Regions from separate parts of the Mus musculus genome. Here regions 1, 3 and 4 are each linked to region 2. Evidence: chromatin contacts called from public Hi-C and HiChIP or PLAC-seq data. All regions are on one chromosome and are shown on one strand. The core of a region is the stretch at or near the end of the contact, and the rest is flanking DNA. Distances in the headings are between cores, read along the strand shown.

Evidence for each region. A called contact is a pair of places that touch in the nucleus more often than the background predicts. HiChIP or PLAC-seq counts read pairs in DNA pulled down with a chosen protein or histone mark.
Region 1: an H3K4me3 HiChIP or PLAC-seq map of forebrain shows a contact between it and region 2, with 31 times the contacts expected there. The contact joins the enhancer-like site here to the promoter of Ptprt in region 2. A contact is called at or near these places in 11 of 39 promoter capture datasets (the 3T3-L1 cell line, HPC-7-derived erythroid cells, cranial neural crest and 6 more), 5 of 484 Hi-C or Micro-C datasets (the AML12 cell line, cerebellar granule neurons, cerebellum and 2 more), 3 of 115 datasets of contacts at active chromatin or transcription factors (embryonic forebrain, embryonic stem cells and forebrain) and 1 of 9 other capture datasets (adipose tissue).
Region 3: a contact with region 2 is called in a Hi-C map of cerebellum, with 2.2 times the contacts expected there. The contact joins the enhancer-like site here to the promoter of Ptprt in region 2. A contact is called at or near these places in 7 of 39 promoter capture datasets (the 3T3-L1 cell line, cranial neural crest, frontonasal cranial neural crest and 3 more), 3 of 484 Hi-C or Micro-C datasets (cerebellar granule neurons, cerebellum and cerebral cortex), 6 of 115 datasets of contacts at active chromatin or transcription factors (astrocytes, embryonic forebrain, embryonic midbrain and 3 more) and 1 of 9 other capture datasets (embryonic stem cells).
Region 4: a contact with region 2 is called in a Hi-C map of cerebral cortex, with 5 times the contacts expected there. The contact joins the enhancer-like site here to the promoter of Ptprt in region 2. A contact is called at or near these places in 4 of 39 promoter capture datasets (frontonasal cranial neural crest, hippocampal neurons, liver and 1 more), 4 of 484 Hi-C or Micro-C datasets (cerebral cortex, cortical neurons, forebrain and 1 more), 7 of 115 datasets of contacts at active chromatin or transcription factors (embryonic basal ganglia, embryonic forebrain, embryonic hindbrain and 4 more) and 1 of 9 other capture datasets (embryonic stem cells).

Annotation. Positions count from the first base shown.
Region 1 is chr2:161,857,540-161,860,239 of GRCm38.p6, reverse strand. All of the region lies in intron 9 of Ptprt (protein tyrosine phosphatase, receptor type, T), which reads left to right. Among named protein-coding and RNA genes, the nearest start is that of Gm35374, 470 kb to the right of the region's middle. Within about 2 kb of position 1,254, at least 4 of the 459 cell types and tissues checked have an H3K27ac peak or open chromatin away from gene starts, as enhancers often do. A contact at or near this core is called in cerebellum and forebrain, where this site is marked.
Region 2 is chr2:162,659,792-162,662,491 of GRCm38.p6, reverse strand. Ptprt (protein tyrosine phosphatase, receptor type, T) reads left to right here and starts at 1,345. Exons shown (of 31, transcript NM_001291150.1): 1 at 1,345-1,692. The coding sequence starts at 1,593. It overlaps 9430021M05Rik (RIKEN cDNA 9430021M05 gene), which reads right to left and starts at 1,329. Exons shown (of 4, transcript NR_033569.1): 1 at 1,066-1,329; 2 at 696-771.
Region 3 is chr2:161,960,261-161,962,960 of GRCm38.p6, reverse strand. All of the region lies in intron 7 of Ptprt (protein tyrosine phosphatase, receptor type, T), which reads left to right. Among named protein-coding and RNA genes, the nearest start is that of Ptprtos, 430 kb to the left of the region's middle. Within about 2 kb of position 1,255, at least 9 of the 459 cell types and tissues checked have an H3K27ac peak or open chromatin away from gene starts, as enhancers often do. A contact at or near this core is called in cerebellum, where this site is marked.
Region 4 is chr2:161,798,838-161,801,537 of GRCm38.p6, reverse strand. The region is part of intron 11 of Ptprt (protein tyrosine phosphatase, receptor type, T); the gene reads left to right. Among named protein-coding and RNA genes, the nearest start is that of Gm35374, 410 kb to the right of the region's middle. Within about 2 kb of position 1,392, at least 17 of the 459 cell types and tissues checked have an H3K27ac peak or open chromatin away from gene starts, as enhancers often do. A contact at or near this core is called in cerebral cortex, cortical neurons and hippocampal neurons, where this site is marked.

The sequences.
Region 1 (2,700 bases), core at 5-2,504, 800 kb after region 2:
ACGGGACATCTTTCTGAAAATGAGCATGTAAATCTCTGCATTTCTCACAAATATGTTGGTTGCCTGCTTGTCTCCAGCCTCTTGGGCCCAATTAGCTGAAAACAGACCCTCATCTGTTTTGTCCCAGGCATGGATGGTTCCAAATAATAGAAACCCATCCACCTGGCTTAATCAAGAGAGAAAGATTTGCTGGAAAGCATGGGATGAATCCCAAGTCTCAAATCAGGGAGGCTGTGGGAAAAGCAGCACTAACCTGAGAAACTGAGACGTCGACCTCACCTTTCTTTCTGTCCCCTTCATGCTCCCTCTGCCTTCTCTGTTACCCTGTTTCATTCAGTCCCTAGTCCAGTCCTCTTTTCTCTGGCTCCTATGCTATGTCTACTTTACCTGGACTACTGTAACATTCTGCATCCCATCCTCTTGTAATTGTTCTTAGCCTGTTTGGAGTGAGATCACCAGACATCACAAAGGATATGGCTATCCCAAGACAAAACGTGTGTTCACCAGCTTTGACACTGACAGCGTGCTGCCTGGCCCCCTCAGCCACTCTCCTTTAAGACAGTGCTGGGCATGAGCGTTATAGCGTGTGAGCACTACAATAGTAGTACTCACTGCTATTGTTTAAAGGGTTAGGGTTTGGTGAGACTTGTCTATGTTCCTGTGTGGTATTTGATCCAGCTGACTCTCATTGCTGCCTTTGTATTATCTATGTGTGTGCGTGTATGCAGATGGTTCTCTTACCTACAAAACAGAGTGTAGAAATAATAGATTCTCTTTACGTGATCTCTACTATAGTAAAACGGATTGGGAGAAACATTTCAAAAACAACTTCTCGCTGTATAAATATTACACTCTTACCACTTTTCCCCCTTCCCAGGCTTCTTACCACCCTGCCAGGGTTTACACCAAGTGTTGGCTTGGTTCTGCTGAACTATCAGGGAGCGTTCGGAAGTGATGGTATTCAGGATGGGGAGATAGAGGAAGAAATCATTAAGTTCCTGGGAAATTAAACCTATGATACATTAAAATGCCAAGCCTGATAATGTTTTTAAATAAAGGTTAATTTACTTAGTATTTTAACATTTATATTTGAGTTATTCTAAGCTGAAATGTGAGTCAGCCAATCTGCTTTTCTAAACTTCTGCTCTTAGATTCCTGTCCTGATAAAAAGTAGATACTATGCTTCTGAGCCAGAAAGTGGTGGTGGTGAGGTATCTTAAGCTTCGCCATCTCCCTCACATCCCACATCCACCTCCTTACCAAATACCCCTTATAGCTTCATCTGTTAAGCCTTGCCTCAACTACAGAAATAGCCCAGCATAGTGCTACCAACTCTACCTGCTCAAAATCCCTTCATGGTTTTCTTCTCTCTTGGGCTTGACTAGTGTGACTTTCCAGGCACCTTCTTCTGTTCCCATCCTTGATCATGTCAGCATCCTTGTCGTACCCTTAATACACCGTAAAAATCTAGTTTTGGCCCTTGCAATCACCATTTCTTTATAGAGATACCCTCTTCTACATTCTTTCTGCCTTTTCCAGTATCCCTTATCCAATAATATTTGGTCCCTTGATGTTGTATTTTTGAACTCACTCTGAAAGGGGTAGTCCTGTCATTATCTGGCTTCTCATCTTGTGAATATCTTTCTGAAATCCTTCTCAAACACAGCAGGGATTTAAATACCATCTGCTCTTCTGGCAGAACACCTTGAAGGCAGAAATTGTAGCAGTCACAATTGTAGCCTTAGAATCTTGCACAGGACCAGGAAAAGGGGACTCTGATTAAAAAAAAAACTTGAATAAATGAATCAACCAATCAGTCATGTGTTTCCGTCTAGATCCATTCTTACTAGGGAGAGGGAAGCCATATATGAGTCCCATATGGTTGGAGTGATATATGCAAATCAAAGTCCAGCATTTTGCTAAGATGCCAGCGATCTGTTGTACTCTGCCCTGTAGTCTCATTAATAAAGAGAGCATAGAGTCCAACCCAAGATATGCTGTAGATATGACTCTGACTAAAGATAGAGACATGACATACTTTCAGACCCCATTGTAGGTTGATATGCAACTGGATGGTGGACACATTCCAAAGTGAGCAGGGACTGTTTTCTTGACTGTCTGTAATGACCATCTGGATTCAATTGTTAATGTTCAATCCTATTTGTTGCTAAGGCAACCCAGTTATAGGCTATCCTCACTTTACCAAAGGTGATATTGCCAGAGTCATCTTATAAGTCAGATTTGGAAAGACACAATATATTTTCCTAGGTGAAAAGTGATGTTAATGGTGACTAGAACCTAGAGAATTGCATTTAACTCATATTGTTGCAATACTTGTGCAAAATGAGTCAGTAAATATATCCCATGCTGCCCAGCTCACAGCAATATTTTGGAACAATCTGGTCATGAGAGGAAAATCAGCCTCTTTCCAATATTCTCCAAAACTGGTTTGAGCCTCAGGATATCCTGTGTTTAGACTGTAATTTTCCCAAAGTTGTTTGAATGCCTGGCTTATCCTGGAAGAGTTTATTAGGATCCATCATTCTAGTCATATGCACATCAAAATAAGGATCTTTTGTGGGCTCCAGAAATATGTGGACTTAAAAAGACCCCACCCTGGTGATTCCAGCATTCTTTGTGTATTATTACCTAAACCTCTTCAATAGCTCTCCCGTTGACCCCTCCCCACTTCCTCAGCAC
Region 2 (2,700 bases), core at 96-2,595:
TTTTTGGGGGGGGGAGGGGTCCTCTCCCCTGGGAGAGTGCTTTGACCAGGGAAGTGTGGGAGGTGCTTGGCCATGCAATGGGCTGGCCCCTGTGTTTATCTTGAGAAAAGTGGAGGCTGTGGAGGTGGAGGGAGGTCGTTCAGAGCCAGGTGGAAGCATTTGCCTGGAATTACAAGTGTGGGCTGAGAGAAATAAATGGGCTGGTGTTCAATAAAAAACGTCCACCTCGGCAGAGCTGGGGTACCAGTGAGGCTCTGCCAAAGCAACTCCAACCCAGAGCCCCTGGTGCCCCACTTTTGGAGATGCTGGCTGTGTTTGACTTCCATATGACTCCTAATGGTCTGTCTGTCCGGTTCAGTCCTTTGGGACTCCAACAAGGGAGTGGAATGGGGAGGGGGAAACACTTTGTTAAACCGAAGGAGGGCTTTGGGCAGGCAGTAAAGTGTTTACAAAGTAGGAATCCCTTCAGCATCTTTGGGTGTCCTTATCGAAGGCCTTTATATACAAGGCTCACATCCCTCCCCTGGTGGCAGGCCTGTGGGCTGTGGCAGGCACTGCCCAGTGATCTATGTCTTTAGGCCTTCAGCCCCAGCCAGGTCTTTGTTCAGACCAGGAAGCAAAAGGGGGAAAGCTCCATTTCTCTCTGAAAGGGAGAACAGGGGAGGCAGCTAGAGAAGGGGGAGAGATTCCCACACCTGTGTGTGTAGGGCGGGGTTAGGGACAAGAGAAAGAGATGTGTTGTGATTAAGGTCGGCTGTGCTGGACTGCTGACTAGATGATAGGGGATGAGGAAAGAGGGAGGGAAAGGGAGAGAGAAAGAAAGAGAAAGGGAGAATATGAATATACGAGAGAATTTTAGGGTGTGCAGGAGACCCTTCAACAGCTGTCCCCAGCTTTGCGAAGCATCCCCCTCCCGCAATTCACAGCCCTGTAGCGTCCGGAGTTGATCGGGCCTCTCCCTCCCCCTGCCTGCTCGCACTGCCCCCCCCCCCCCCAGTCACCTGTTCTCCCACCCTTACTTCAAAGGCTGTTCCAGGTTTCTCTCCTCCCCCCATCGCCTCGTACCTGCGCCCCCGCAGGGTAGCCTGAAAGCGATGCTCAGCTGGGTGGTGTGGCGCGGGGCGAAGAGGCGAATACCCCGCAGATCCTGTGTGTGCAAGAGCGATGTGTGTACGCGCTTGAGTGCGCGAGCGGCCCCGAGCCGGCCAGCCCGGGAGAGGGTGCGTGGGGGAGCCCGCGAGTGGCAGCCGCGGGCGTGTGCCAGGCGCGGGCGGGCGTGCGCGCGAGGGTGTGTGTGCGTGGCCGAGGCGGAGCGCCCGGGCGGGCGGCGGCGACGGCGGCGGCGTTAGGACTCTGGGGACACCGCCCCCCGGCCCCCGCGTCCCGCCCCCGCCCAGCCTCGCGCCTCAGTTCGCGCCGCGCCTGGGCTCGGAGCGCAGCGGCGCCGGCTCCCGCAGCCGGAGAGGAGCCAGCCCCGGGAGCCCAGCGGCGCGCACTGCCTGCAGCCGCGCTGGCGATGCGGGGCCGCCCCGCGCCCGCCCGAGTCCCGGCCCCGGCGCCCTCGGGAAGGGGCTGAGCCGCTTGCCGCCCGGATGGGGAGCCTTGGCGGGCTCGCCCTCTGCCTGCTCCGGCTCCTGCTCCTGGGGCTGCAGCGGCCGCCGTTGCCCGGCGCCGGAGCGCAGAGCGCCGCAGGTGAGTGCGCCCGCCGGGCTCCCCGGGCCCCTTCGCTCTCCCCAGCCCTGGGAGGAGAAAGTTGGGTCCCGTGGCCAGGGGATGCCGGGGCCCGGTGGGAGTCCCGTCCCAACCTCCGGACGCAGCTGCTGTGTCCAGGCGTGCCCAGTCCCGCTCCAGGTCCCCCCCTGGCCCCTCGTCGCCTTACTTTCCTGCCGCTTCCCCCCCACCCCCGGGCGGGAGTAACTTTGCGCGGCTGTTGCGAATATTTCCACTTGCTGCCTCCCACTTGTCGGAACCTGTCACTCGAGTGTTTCGGGGTGGAGGGAGGAGGCGCCGCTTCTCGCCCGGCGCGGAGCACTGTCACCCGGGCAGCTTCCTGGGCTGCGCGCTCTTGGAGTGGGGAGCACAGGTCCCTAGCAGGCCCAGGCTGCCAGGGCGGTGGCTTTTCCTTTCTCCTGGGAGACACTGAAGATCATCCAGTGTTGTTCTAAACACGCCGCTCCCCTTAGCGAGCCCTTAGCAGCTGGGACTTCCCATGGGAGTGTTCTTGTGAATGACCCACTCGGCTAAACCCTCACCTCACCTCGTGGCTCTGTCCAGAGTAATGGGTACCCTGCTAAGGCCCTTTAAGTGCAGTGGCTTTGATCAGTGAGCTAGTGGGCTTCTGAAAACTTCGGGACACTCGTCTTTCGGCTTGCCCATGGGCAGGTAGCTAGTTCCCCAGAGTGTGTCTAGTGTCTTCTTAGTGGCGACTGAGCTGAAGAGACCACTACCGAGGGTCTCTCTCATCACTAAAACCCCACTGGTAGGGCTTCCTTCCGTGAGTCCCTTAAAGAGGGAAGGAGAGGTGGGGAGGGATACCTCCAAGTTCAAAATCACCTCGAAGTTTCTTAGCACCTTTGGTTTAGGAGTGACCACACTGAGCTGCTGTCGCTGGTCGGGGTCGGGGGCGGGGGGCACGTTGAGGCATGTCAGCGGAACTTAGGAAAGGGTTCTTTTTGGATTGCTAAGCAACAGCTGTGCTCA
Region 3 (2,700 bases), core at 6-2,505, 700 kb after region 2:
TAATTAAAGGGCAGTTCTTCCCAGACATTGAGAAATGAATGTGTGGAACAGCACCCCCACAAGGCAGTTTGACTAGAAACAAATTAAGTAAAAGGATATATGTAAGGGACAGGCATAAAATGTGCACCAGCCTGGTCTGATAAGTAGAAATGGGCTCATGAGACCAATAATCAAAGCAACAACAACACACCTGTATGGAGCGGCTTGGCACATACAGTGTTCTAGGCAGCTGGTTTGGGTTCTGACTCCAGCTCTGCCACATAGTATCTGTTGGAATGATAGACAGGTTGCTTAATCTCTCTTTTTCTCTATCCCATACTTTCCTTAGCATCAGCTGGAGACATTCAAAGTACCTAACCTGGTTAATTGCCATGGAAGGTTAAATGAGTTAATCTCTACTTGTAAAATCACTCACAATGGTTCCTGGTGCCCAGGAACGGCTGGTAGGTAAAATTACCTTATAAGTGTGTTTCTGTTCTTCAGATTCATGAAGGATCCTGCTGGGCCATTTTGCAAATTAGACATTCAGCTCAAGAACTCTGTTGCCAGCCTTCTCACACAGCTTGAGTTCAAGCCCTCCTTGGAGTGACTGTGAGGCCAGCCCTCTTTCCTCTGCCTCTGATAATGTTCTTACACGAAGTTTTCACTAGAATCAGACTCTAGGACCCACCTTTCTATTTGGCAGATGTTCCTAAAGCAAATTCTGACAAAAAAAAAAAAGTGGTATTTTGAGAATTCTACCTTAGTCTTGGGTTTTTTTTTTTTACTTCCTCATACTTAAAAAGCCACAATTAAAAGGAAATGGGAAGATTATAAAACACACACACACACACACATACACACACACACACACACACAAACACACAGAGGGTAATTATTGATTTTATTAAAAACATCTATCATACAGCCACACAGCCATTGTTATTTCAAGCCTGGGAATACAATGCACACTATTAAGCCATTTGATGATTCAAGATAAAAGCATGAGTAAATATGCTAATGAAAGTGCCAGCCCGCATCAAGATGCCCACCACTGATCAACCTCAGACAGATCTGGCTGCCTAAATGATCCCTTTGTGAACTTCCTATTCAACCTGGTTTTCTAGCGAGTTAGCTATTTTATGCAAAAAAAAAAAAAAAAAAAAAAAAAAAGGAGAGTAATGAAATGAAATTCTGTGTGATCCCTGGGCCTGGCTGCCAACCCTGGACTCCTGCCCTCTGGCTACTGTTCCAACTCATTTTCATTGTCTTCTTAGTAGAAAACCAGGCCCCTGGCATTCTCTTACCAATTTCTATTCTCCTGTCTGCAGGGGCAGGAACCCAATGCAATCAGTGGGGATCATGTTTGTCAAGCCTCAGTTGTTGGCCAGATCTCATGCTGGATTCTTCATGCATTAAGACATATGGTCTAATTTTTTCTATTTCATCCTTCTCCCTGACCTGCCTTACAGAGAAGCTGTAGGCTCCAAAACGATAAGTATTTTAGTGAGATAATCACACATTTGGAATACTGTTGTTCCTTTCCCCAGATGGCTCAGCCCCTCTGTCATCTTGGGTCAGATGTACCAATGAGAGTATAATTGACACACGTCTCACAGAGTGAGAGCCGCAGGGGCTAGTTCGAGTATCACCATTTTCTCTGCAATCTGTTTCATCAGCTTGAGTCTCATGTAATTAGGATTGGTAGAGCTGTATTTTAACCTGCCCGTGGACATGTAACACTTGCTGTTGGAGACTACAGATGCAAGGGTATACTTTTAGTGGAGCATAACCTTGCCTGTACTGTACCTAGCCAAGCCTGAGCAACTCATTCAGACCTTGGGATCTGGGATATAAATACCATTCTCTCTGTTTTCAAAGATCTCACTTTTTCTAATGCCCCAGGCTTTTAAAATGGCACTTGGGTTAGCCTCTAGTGTCATGGACACAGTGCTCACCCTGTGAAGTTCAAAAAGTGATGCTGATGGAACCTTGTGAGATGCTTTGCATGGACTCTGAGGATCCCAGTAGGAGAAAGCATAGGTCCCTGGAGCTCAAGGTCAGAATAAAATGTATTAGTTCATTCTGTAACCTTACACTGGACTCAGGGCAGCTGTCTCCTCTCTTCTTTCTTCCCTGTGTGTAATGGAAATTATACCATCAATCCATGGAGTCCCTGGCCTCTAAGAAACCTTGACATCAAACAGTATCTTCCCTTCTTTCTCAAGCCAGGGAAGATAGATTTTTAGGGATTATGCGAGATACTATGGAGCATTGTTCATTACCTCAGTGGAGGAAAATGTTATGAGATATGAGTCCAGTTGAAGAGGAGATAGCTGTTAGGTTTCAGACTCACAACAAGGGGCTGAGGGGCATATTTTACATGCCAAAGCAGATCTTTCCTCCAGATTCTCCCAGCATCCCTCAGTCCCTACCTGGCACTGCCCAAGCCCAACCTCAAACTTTTCAGCCCAGGGGCTGGGCTGCTCTTAGCTCAGAGGCTCTCCTTATATAATCCAAACACTTTGGTCTCTCCTCTTTTCTACCCCCTCCCCCATTTCCTTCTCTCTGCAAGTAGGCTTTCTCTTCTTCTTGCCACCCCTTCCCTTTCCTTCCCAAGGTGATTTCCTTGGCCTCCTGCGAACTCACCCTCATAAGAGCAACTTCCAAATAAACCTAAACACACACATACACACACATACACACACACACACACACACA
Region 4 (2,700 bases), core at 143-2,642, 860 kb after region 2:
CTTCCAAAGGTCACAGCAAGTTCTATTTACTCCCTGATGAGAATCTCTGGGTCTCACGCAGTTGACAGGCACGTCTAGTTAGGGCCACACATTCTGAAACGCAGGGTGATTAGTTGCAGTGAAAATTGGAGACCCAACCAACTTTTAAAGAATGAAGAAACTTTACTGGGGGAAAAAAAACAGAAAACTATTGCCAAATTTCCTCCAGGATTCCTTTAATAACAGCAAAGCCCGGAGTGAGAGCACACGGAACAATCACAGAAGGGTTTTGCTGGTCCGTGGAGCTACAGCGAGCAAAATTGGAATCATTACCATCTGATTCTCAGACACCAGCATATGATTGTGTCCAATTAGGAAGAAGAAATGAAAATTTGGAGGATTTATTAGCATGGGGCAGCCTGAGGAGTTTGTAAGTCCCAGTTCACATGGAGGTAGATGAGAGACAGCAATTACAATCATTCTCTAAGCCGTGTTTGTTTTGTTCAGGTCCCCCCGGTTCTCCTGGCCACCTTTGCTAGGGACTAAATATGAGGAGTTCTGTGTGCCCTGATTTGCAGGGAGCATTTGGTAGAGATGAGAGGTATTTCATATAACCTGTAAGAAGATTTAACTCTGTAAGTAACTAACACTGCTTGTATCTGTGCCCAAAAGCATGCTGGGAATGTATCACACTGGATTAGGGAACATGAGAAGCCAGATAAAAGAAGCAGCAGTGGAAATAAGAAATAAGAGGATGCATGCTGTTGTATTTTCTTCCCACAGTCTAACTATGGCACTAAAGGAATATACCATTTTAATTAGAGATATGTGGAACCACCAAAGGAGATGGGTCAGTCCTGTGTCGAACCAAAGAACAACAGGCAGACAGATAATTCAGTCTTATTACAAAAGCAAAAAAGCAGAAAGGCAAAGTATGTGAAACTATGGATATGTTGATTTCGCTTTGCTATGGTAATTTCTGTGCATCTCTCCTTATCTTACTATCTATCGCCCATCTATAGCAGCGTACATAACTTGGATATATGTACTAAAGTTTATCTCTTTAAGGAAAGAACAATTTTACAGGAAAACACCAGGGGAAAAAAGGCAACACTTGAATAATATAGATGGGGTGCATTCACTTGGTCTCAGCCTAGCTACACTGCTGAGTTCCCATTATAAACCAGCCCTGCCAGCCTCTACCCTCACTCTGCTGCCCAGCAATCCAGCTTACCAAGAACTGGCTCTGGTGTTGGGATTTTGGATTGTATTACTCAGTCTCAAATCAAGGAGGGGGAAAAAACAGGTGTTTGGAGGAGAGTATTTTAAATGGAGCAGTCGATGGAACACGAAGAGTGAGCGTGTTCTATTTTGAACTGTCTGCCATCTGGAGAGATGGAGACTGGGGCTGTTGCTGCCAGGATGGAGAGAAGAGAGTGGTTGCCATGTTCACCTCCTACCACAGGGGCTATTTAAGCTCTAAACGTCTGTGGTGCCGGAGAGGCGTCTGAGCAGAGGTTTGCACTTGGAAACTTCAGCATCACTGTGGTGTCTGCAAATCAAGCAAAGAGGAGGACCACATTCAAGGACAGTGCAGAGGTGAGTAGCAGGAGAGAGTTCTGTGATGCTGTACCAAGGGACGGCTCAAAGAAGGGAGAAGGCTAGGCTTGTGAAGAAGTAGAAAGAAACCCGTGTTAGTATGATTATAGTATAACCTTATGAAACAGGAAAGTTAAGGAAACTGATTACAAGAAAAAAAATGGCCAACATTTTTACTTTAACCTCTAATAGAAAATAAGAAAGAGAACTGGAGGGATGGCTCCGTGGTAAAGTACCAACTGTTCATGCAAAGAACTACATTCAGATTACCAGCATCCATAGCAGACAGGACACAACTGAGTGTAACTCCAAATCCAGAGGGATCAGCCACCTCTGTCATCCACAGGCATCTGCACTCACATGTACACGCCCACACACAGATGTACACATACCCCATCCATGGGCACCTGCACTCACATGTACACGCCCACACACAGATGTACACATACCCCATCCATGGGCACCTGCACTCACATGTACACACACACACACAGATGTACACATACCCCATCCATGGGCACCTGCACTCACATGTACACACACACACACAGATATACACATACCCCATCCATGGGCACCTGCACTCACATGTACACACACACACACACACAGATGTACACATACCCCATCCATGGGCACCTGCACTCACATGTACACACACACACACAGATATACACATACACCATCCATGGGCACCTGCACTCACATGTACACACACACACACACACACAGATGTACACATACACCATCCATGGGCACCTGCACTCACATGTACACACACACACACAGATGTACACATACCCCATCCATGGGCACCTGCACTCACATGTACACACACACACACAGATATACACATACACCATCCATGGGCACCTGCACTCACATGCACACACACACACACACAGATGTACACATATATCATCTATGGGCACCTGCACTCAAGTGCACACACCCACACACAGCCATACACATACATATAATGCTTTACACATGAAAAGAAAATTTAAGAGCTACATAAGTTGATCAGGAACAATAGGAAAGTTAACTGAAGTGCCATAACGGGAAACATCTGGGCGAGGTTTGCTTAAAACTAATCTGAAGGTAAGGGCAGAACGTGAGCTG